Linked DNA regions of Mus musculus: region 2 is linked to region 1. A link is a contact called in public promoter capture Hi-C data. All regions are on one chromosome and are shown on one strand. The core of a region is the stretch at or near the end of the contact, and the rest is flanking DNA. Distances in the headings are between cores, read along the strand shown. Region 1 overlaps Gm19303 (predicted gene, 19303). Region 2 holds the start of Utp23 (UTP23 small subunit processome component).

Evidence for each region. Promoter capture Hi-C pulls out the DNA fragments that hold promoters and counts their contacts.
Region 2: a contact with region 1 is called in a promoter capture Hi-C map of 3T3-L1-derived adipocytes, with 3 times the contacts expected there. The contact joins the promoter of Utp23 here to the enhancer-like site in region 1. A contact is called at or near these places in 5 of 39 promoter capture datasets (the 3T3-L1 cell line, 3T3-L1-derived adipocytes, frontonasal cranial neural crest and 2 more) and 3 of 115 datasets of contacts at active chromatin or transcription factors (astrocytes, craniofacial prominence and embryonic limb bud).

What each region holds. Positions count from the first base shown.
Region 1 is chr15:51,262,723-51,267,114 of GRCm38.p6, reverse strand. It overlaps Gm19303 (predicted gene, 19303), which reads left to right. Exons shown (of 6, transcript NR_045092.1): 3 at 1,566-1,659; 4 at 1,850-2,162. Among named protein-coding and RNA genes, the nearest start is that of Gm19303, 130 kb to the left of the region's middle. Within about 2 kb of position 2,069, at least 6 of the 459 cell types and tissues checked have an H3K27ac peak or open chromatin away from gene starts, as enhancers often do. A contact at or near this core is called in 3T3-L1-derived adipocytes, where this site is marked.
Region 2 is chr15:51,875,616-51,880,007 of GRCm38.p6, reverse strand. It overlaps Utp23 (UTP23 small subunit processome component), which reads right to left and starts at 2,567. Exons shown (of 3, transcript NM_030132.5): 1 at 2,298-2,567. The coding sequence starts at 2,485.

The sequences.
Region 1 (4,392 bases), core at 820-3,319:
ATATATCAAAAACTGAAAAGCATAGTATTAACTTTTATCAATACATCAACTAGAAATGGTATTATTCTTTAAAAATTTTGGTAGCTTGTAAATACGAGAAAGATCAAGAGCAACAATTTTAAAAATGTGAGGACATTTTCTATAGCAAAAAACAACAAAACAAAACAAAACAAAAAACAAAACCACAAAGCTTAAGGGATTTTAAGTTTGAACAGAACTTGTCAGTATTGGTGCTTTCAAACCTCTATGGCCCCTTGAAGTTCCAATGGATCTGGCAGAAAAATACCATCATCAGGACTACCCTGCTCCTGTTATGTTACATCCTCTTTTATTATGTTTTTTGTTTTTGTGTTTTGCACTCACAGTCTATATTAAGCTGTGTAAGGAAGCGCTGGGCAGGAAGGGAGGCTACAGGACAAAATACAGTGACATATAGATGGTTTGTATCTTAACTTTTCTTTTTGCCATTCATTTTTGGCTATGTAAATATATGGAGATCATGTAATTAAAAATAGCTACCATTTGTCAAATGCTTACTCAACTCCAGCATGAGATTAGGTTTAGAGGGTAGGTTTGTGGAGTCACACTGCCCTTGTGAGGATGAGGAAGCACTCAGGGGCACACGGTAATTCTTCCTTCAAAAGTGGTCCATTTGCATGCTGGAGATTATCCAGTTCTCTGAGCTCTCTCTCTCTCTCTCTCTCTCTCTCTCTCTCTCTCTCTCTCTCTCTCTCTCTCTCTCTCCCTCTCTCTCTCTGAGTGTGTGTGTGTGTGTGTGTGTGTGTGTGTGTGTGTGTGTGTGTGTGATTTCTTTACTGAGGATTGATGCTTTCTGCATACTAGCAAGTATGTTTCCACTTGAACTATATCTACAGACTTTTATTTATTGCCCATTTCGGATCAGGGTCTTGCTAAATTGCCCAGGGAGCCTTGGACTTTGAACTTGGACCTCTGTCTGCTTCTGTGTCCTCAATTCCTGGGATTATAGTCATAATTATTAAGCCTGGGTTGGTTTCCTCTTCAGAGTTCTTTTTGCTTGTGTATCACACTGTTTCCAAACTGTACCTTCTTTTTCAGAAGTCTCATGCTTTGTCTTCCTTGGTATTACCATGAATGTCTACTGGCAATCAGACATAATATATATTGGATAAAATACTGATAATGTACTAATGTGTTTGATTTGTTTTAAAAGAAGGAGGAGTGGTAGAAACCTCTGTTCATAATATTATACTCTAATTTAGACCACACAGAAGCTTTCTTTCTCTTTTTACTTCATATTTTTCAAATTTAGTATTTTGATTTCAGTATGTAAGATACATTGTTCATAAACACCAATTTATTTCTCATTGTTTTAACACTCAACAGGTTTCATAGCACAGAAATCATAATTACTCAACAAATGAATGATTAAATTCTTCTCAAAATAGTTTGTGCTTAATGTAGAACCAAATGGAAAAGAATTAGGAGAGAATTCAATGAAAATGTCTTCCCTTAAGGGCAGTGACTGATGAAGTTGAGTTGAAGATTAAATAATGATTTTGTTCTCTTTACTAATTTTTATTAAGATGGACATTCTTGGTCTCTTCAAGGCGAAAAGTCTGTGATTTCTCCAAGTACAAGGGAAAAGACTGTCATCATCAAATGAAGTTGTCAGTTGGGGTAATTATTACTCTGAAGTCAAACTACAAATATTTGCTAATCTTAGGATAGTAACCTGCCTCATTGGGTATATACTATTCCAGTTTTTCCTGTGTGTATGGTAGTTTCTCATGTCTGTAAATTTATACTTTGACTTTTAGATTTATATCAGAATTAATTTAGATTCTTCATTTTTATAAATGTCTTATAGGTTGAACATGTTACCAGAACAGCAACAGTAATAAAACCTTCACTTTCCAAGGACGTGTATAGAAATCTGCAGTGCTTCAGAGAAGATGGAGGCATGCATAAGATTCTGTTTTGTGCTGCAGCTTCCAGAAGAATATTAGCATAAGACTCAACTCCAGCTTTGTCTCACTATAACCCCAAGGTTCCAGGGAGCTGTCCAAGTCTGTTGAAACCCACTTTTTACAATGCATTTTTCTCTATTTTCTTTGTGTTTGCCAAAATGAACAAAACTGATTTTTGTCAGCTGTCAAGTGGAGCAAGATGTCAGACGGGAGGTGGGGGAAGCTTTTCCATACATTCAATTCTTGTAACAAAAACAAACGATTAGACCATTGGTTGTCTGCTCCAGGAGAGGTTTATATTTCCAAAATTGCATCGCACACTCCTAACGAAGCAGATTGGAAGCAGTGCTAAAGTCAACAGGAAGGCTGGCAGTTTTGCTTGATTCGGATGGAGCCAATAAGCTTTTGGCACCTTGAGAACAGCAGCCTGAAAATCCTAAGTCCTTAAGCATGGCCTTCCTCTTAGGTGGTATCAAGTGATTGTAACAGGCTTTCTTGGCATTTCCTGCTGAATTGTGGGATGGGCTGTTGTTATATTCCTAGGTTATGTTTGAGAGTGAGTAGGCAGCACAGATGTAAGTTTTGTCAATCACTATACCTATTGCTCCTTCTCCTAATGCCTTTTAGTTCAGATCTGCTAAGTGATTCAGACTATTTAGTCACATGACAGAGTCTCCTTTAAGTTAAAAAACCTACCACTTAGGAAAAATACAGCAGATCACAGAGTGGCTTATAACCATCTTAGCCTGTAAATTCAAACCAATATTTTTTTTTATCAGAATTAGATCAGCCTGCCAACTCAACTTTCCCTTAGCAAATGTTATTTCTATGACACCCTAAGTGTTTTTATTTCCACTGAAATTGACTCAGACTGTATAAAGCTACAGTGCATCTGCACACTTTTGAATATGAAGAGCATTTTCCCCTCTTTTGAGGGGACATTTATTTCACTGGTGTTTCAACTATACCACATACAATCATAACATCACAGCCCAGAGGGGTCTTCTTCCTCCACCATGCTAACATGCTGCAGGGCTCACATAGACTAGACTAAGGAAACGATTATCTGGGAAGCAAAAGCAATCTAATCTACTGTTTTTTCACTGACGTTTATTTCTAACAGTTCATAATCTTTATGAGCTCCTAAGATCCCAACTAGTCATAGTTGTTGACTGTAAAGCAGAAAGGTTTTAAATGGTAGGAAGGCAGCACTTGATTCAGGGGCTTGTGTTATACAAATACTGCAACTTCAGGTTGGTCTGCATGTAGGTGTGTATTTTGGGCATTAAGAAGCAGGTCTTCCATCTACGCCTTTTTTTTTAATGGATGAAAACAGAGCCCAAGATACTTTTCTCTTCAGTGCAAAAACAGAGCTCTCTATTTTTGAAGCTTCTGGAAGCCCTTTTGGAAATGTAGATCCTTAACCCTCAGCAGTTTGTAATATTCCTCCTAAAAATCTTTTCAGCATGACTGCCTTTCTTAATCATACAAGTCCAAAGAAAACCCAGCTCCCACTTCACCTGCCATGAGTCAATAATCCTGTTTTATGCTCGGGTTCAATTTCTAGTCTATATATGCTATAGAGCCATACAAGTTGGCAAATTATTAAGACAAATCACCTTTGTTGTTAAACACCACTCCCCAAGACCTGTGCATGTCTTATTTCTATAGCAGCTTCTCCACTGCAATACTTCAGCCCTCTCCCTCACCCTACCTCACAACTAACAAGCTCATACTGGCCATGAAGTTCCCTGTTAGATCTTCTTTATCACGGGGTCATTGCTGGTAGAGTTTATTCTTGTGGCTAGAAAAATGACACATTTGACAGATAGCTAATATCAATTATATATTCTGATCATGTGTTCTGCACAGCTGTAATTATGGATATTTAATCACATGGTAAGTATTCCCAGGCATCTCTACTACTCATTAAGATACATCTAAGATGAAAAACATCACCACCTTCCTGACTAAAGTCAACATCTTCTCTCACCTTCTACTCCAGCCTGTGATTCTTTTTCATTTTACCACTCGTGAGTCATCTAAACATGAAACTCAGTCATCATGAACTGACTTCTCCCTAGAATTTGTCATCCAATTAGTTGAACTTTGACCTTAAATTTGTTTTGCATTCGCCCTTTCTATTCCATCCCTGCTGAGAGCACTGTGTTACAGATTCATCAGCCCACTTTTAAATCACTAGCAATTTCCTTCAAATTTTCCTCCATCTTTTATCTGTTGTTTTCCTTCAAACACATTCCAGGAGAAGTCTCTGAAAAGATCCTTTTGGTCCTGTTATTTAAGCTAATCACTTCAACTTACTTTTCAATGGGAAACCAATCTTGTATTCCTGGAATAAGGATATTAAGAGTTATATACTTTATATAAGGCATCTTTTCCCTTCACTGCCTCCATTATTTTCCTCCACTTTTCATTCCAGTTT
Region 2 (4,392 bases), core at 1,318-3,817, 610 kb before region 1:
TGTATTGTATTGAGAGAAGAATTATTTTTTTTTAAAGTTTTTTCATGACAAACAGCAAAGAATGACAAACAGATGTGTGAGGAGGTGGGGAAGAGACGGGGACAACAAGAATGGGCTTTCTGGGACCAGCAAATGCTGGGTATCAGGGTCTTCAATCTTGTGTTGGTTGACAAATTCCCAAAGTAGCTGGGTGGTGGTTGTGCACACCTTTAATCTCAGCACCTGGGAGGCAGAGGCAGAGAGAGGGGCAGAGGGGCAGAGGGGCAGAAGCAGAAAGAAGCAGAGGCAGGTGATCTCTGAGTTTGAGGCCAGCCTGGTCTATAGAGCATGTTTCAGAACAGCCAGGGCTACACAGAGAAATCTTGTATAAAACAAACAAACAAAAAACCAAAACAACAACAACAAAAAACCAACCAACTAAACAAACAAAATCCCAAACCACAAAAAAAACAAAAATTCCCAAAGTTAAGTGGTTGTTGTCCTTTCTCTTCTTCCTCCTTGAGAATGGCTCTTGCCAGGCCTTCTTCAAACTCATGGTACTCCTCCTGACTCAGCCTTGCAGAGTATTTGTATCACAGGTGTAACCTCCCTTGAGTGACTCCGTAGTTGAAGTCCTTGGGGAACTATGACATGTACATGTAGTACTTCCCGCCTGGTTGTATCACAGCACGGGACTGTTAGTATTGGTATGGCACGTGGGAGGAAACAAACTACTTACATTCAGAAGCAGCTAATCCAGGGACAGAGGCTGTTAAAAGCTGTACAGGCAGCTCCTAAGGCTAAAGGGATCATATTTAAAAGTTTGTGTGTGTTGGGCTGGGTGATGGTGGTGCCACACACCTTTAATCCCAGATTTCAGAAGGCAGAGGCAGGAGAATCTCTGAGTTCAAGGCCATCCTGATATACAAAGTGAGTTCCAGGGCAGCCAGGGATACACAGGGAAACCCTGTTTTGAAACCATCACCTAGACTCCAAAAAAAAAAAAAATTTTTTTTATGTATATGTGGGTGGTTAGCTGTAGAGGCCAGAAGAGGGTGTTGGAGCCCCTGGAGCTGGAGTTACAAGCAGTTGTGAGACCCCTGACAGTGATGCTAGGAACCATCTCAGGTCCTCTGGAAGGGCAGGAAGCATGCTTAACAACTGAGCCATCTTTCCAGCCTGAGATTAAAACTTTGAGGTTATCTGCAACTCGGAAAGAGCATTACTTAAGAAATTCTAAATGTGGAAGGCTGTTTACTGCAAAGTAGAACATGAACAGCACACGTCACGGCTTGACTCGGACAAATGTATAAAGAACACCTTAACTGGCTATTTGTAAGCTGTAGTTGAACTCAATTTATTTACTTAAATAAATATTCCACAAAAACTACTAAAATTCTTATTCATGGTCTAGCTTCAGTTTACCTTTTCCCTATTTTCATGTCCCATAATATTAGATATAATATATATCTTCAAGTCCCAAAATTAAATATGGTTCAGGCATCAACCAATTCTATTTGTTCAAAAGTTCTCTAAAACAATAACATTACTATTTCTATCATTGAAAACAGACATTTCCTCCTCAGTTCTAAACAAGCCTCAGAGGGGGTCGAACATCGATTCTATGAGACCTTTTAAAATAACCCCCACCCGCACCCCCCACGCCCACCCCTCTCACACACTCCTGCTCCCGGGTGTGCTACCCTAGGTGTGCTCTCTTACATGAAGTGAGGAGGCACAGATGTGGAGTGAAAAACAGCCATCAGGAGTTGACTTTACAGCCCATGAAGGCTAAGGCTAGGCCTTCGTCTTGCCCACTAAGGTGTCCTCAGGGTCTGGAGCAGTGATTGCCATTTGGTTGGTACTTTAAAAATGGCCTTGGGTAAAGTTTTTAATATCTCCAGCCTTGACTTCTTTTCCTAGGAATTGAAGATAAAACCTCACTGGCAGTTGGAAGGCTTGAAAACCTTTGGGTTATAAGTAACAACCGCCACAGAATGGGTGTTAGCTTTTGGATGTTGAGAAATGTCCAATGTAAATGATACCTCACGTGACTTTATATCAACTTTGAAGAAGTTATGCTCTCTACAGCTACACCATTTCTTGCCTGAGACCACACAGCTGGTTTTAATTGGAACCAGAAGTCCAAGTCAGGTCCACATGTTACCTGTTCTGATTTTTCTCAGAAATAACTGAATATTCACAAGGCACAGTACCATCTGCCTGACTTTTCGGTCAGTCGCGGCCCAAGGTAACCGACTTGGTTGGCACCGTGGAGAACTCTGGGCCACACCCGCGACCCCGCCCCGCAGACCCACCTCGTGGTGCACAGCTGGGTCTCTCCCATAAGGTAGCGGGGCAGCTGGTCCCGCAGCTGGATGCGACCCCGCAGCGCCGCCTGGCAGAAAGTGCCATCCAGAAGGATCTGGTAGGGCTCGCGGACTCCGAAATTGTTGCGGAAAAAGCCGAGATGCTTCTTGGCGTGTTTCTGCCTGGTGATCTTCATGCCTGTTTAAGCCACCGGACTCACCGGCACCAGCCTCACTTCCGCACTCCTAGAAATTTGTATTTCCCGGAACGAAGCCCCTTCGACCCGGAAGTACACTCCCTTATTTCCACAGCCCGCCTCTCGGATTCTGTAGTTCGCAAAGGAACGACCACTCCCACTTCCTAGCGCGAGCTTTAGGGGGCGGAGCTTTCTGTGCAGAGGAGCCTCGGAGTGCGCAAATTGGCGCAGGTTGGCACATGCACACTCGCGAGCTGGACTAATAGTCCTTGCTTTGTGTAGCTCTTTGCCTGACACTTAGGAAGTCTCTAAAAGACTAGTAATATGAAAATAACTAATTATGGTACCATTGACCCAGGCACTTTGTAACTTGCCATTCACTATGTATCATTCCCAAGAATGTTTTTAGTTTCCAAGTGAAGAAAATGAGCCAAGGTTGGACGACCTTAACTTGGGAGGTTTTGCTGGTCTTCAAGGAAGCAAAGGGCACGTGGTTCCTAAGCGTCTGGAGCTCACACTGACTCCTTGATGTTCACGGGTATTTTACAACACCTTACGAATGAACTGATTCTATGGTAAAAAGGTGTTACCCAAATTGACAGCACAGTCTCTAACTCATCCTGGAGAACCCAATTGACATAAATTTGCTGGTTGTGGTGGCGTACACATCTTTAATCCCAGGAGGCAGAGGCAAGAAGGTTTCTGAGTTCCAGGACAGCCTGATCTTCATAGTGAGTTCCAAAGCAGCCAGAGTTACACATTGAGATCTTCTCTTGGAAAACAAATAAACTAAACAGCCAAATTAATATTTAAAAAAAGGATTTCCATAGTGTGGCCAAACGGAGGTGCCAGTCATTATGACAGTCAATCTCTGAGGTCCTGAAGTGAAATTAAAGTGTACATAGGTAGCCAGGGACATGAATATCTAACTCATTGGTTCTCAACCTGCCTAATATAGCCCTTTAATATATTTCCTCAAGTGTGGTGTGTGTCAATCATAAAATCAATTTCATTGCTACTTCATAACTGTAACATTGTTGCTGCTATGATTCATAATGCCAATATCTGCGTTTTCTGATGGTATTAGGAGACCCTGTGAAAGAGTCTTTTGAACCTCAAGGGCTCAGGACCCACAGGTTGAGAAATGCTGAATTCTAACCAACCTTGGTTAATATGTGGCACTGTCCATCATTTTTTAAGACTTTGGTCCTACCCTGGAAGGTGTTCTAAGAAGGCATTAAGACTGGGAAATCTCTTTCCCAGAAGACAAATTAAATTCCCTCTTGGTGTCAGGCTCTGCGTCTTTTCCTTCTTCCAGCATGAAATTGCCATTTCTTAGGGTCAGTTGTTTCAATTTGAGGGACACGAAAGAATATCTTCAAGTTCTGCTGGGCCAGTTACAGAGCCATTATTTGTATCTTCTCATCCCAAAGCCAAGCCTGAGTGCCTCAGTGTTTTAGGAGAATTTCCAAGAGTTTCATTTCCCGAAAGTTTGTTGAGTTGGAGGCCTGATCTCAATTTCATAGACGTTTTTCTGTCCGGAGTTTCTAACATAGGAAAAATACATACTGGGTTAAAATTGAAAGACACACACACACACACACACACACACACACACACACCCCTAATTTAAATACTTTCGAAGTTACTTAACCAATTTAGTTAAATGAAGACAATGAATAAGGAGTTTTCAAATTTGATTAACTGTGTAGGGTATCCACTCTAAGGTAAAAGAATCAAAGACTGGAGAGTATGGAGTTTGCATTTTTGTCTCTGGCTGGAATCTGTCCCAGATCTAGTCTTGGCCAATTTGGCCAAAGATTGAAGGAACTTTTTTTTTTTAATGACTTATAATGTGATTGAAATGTATTGCTTGCATTTGGCCCTTTATTTCAATTTATAGGTTT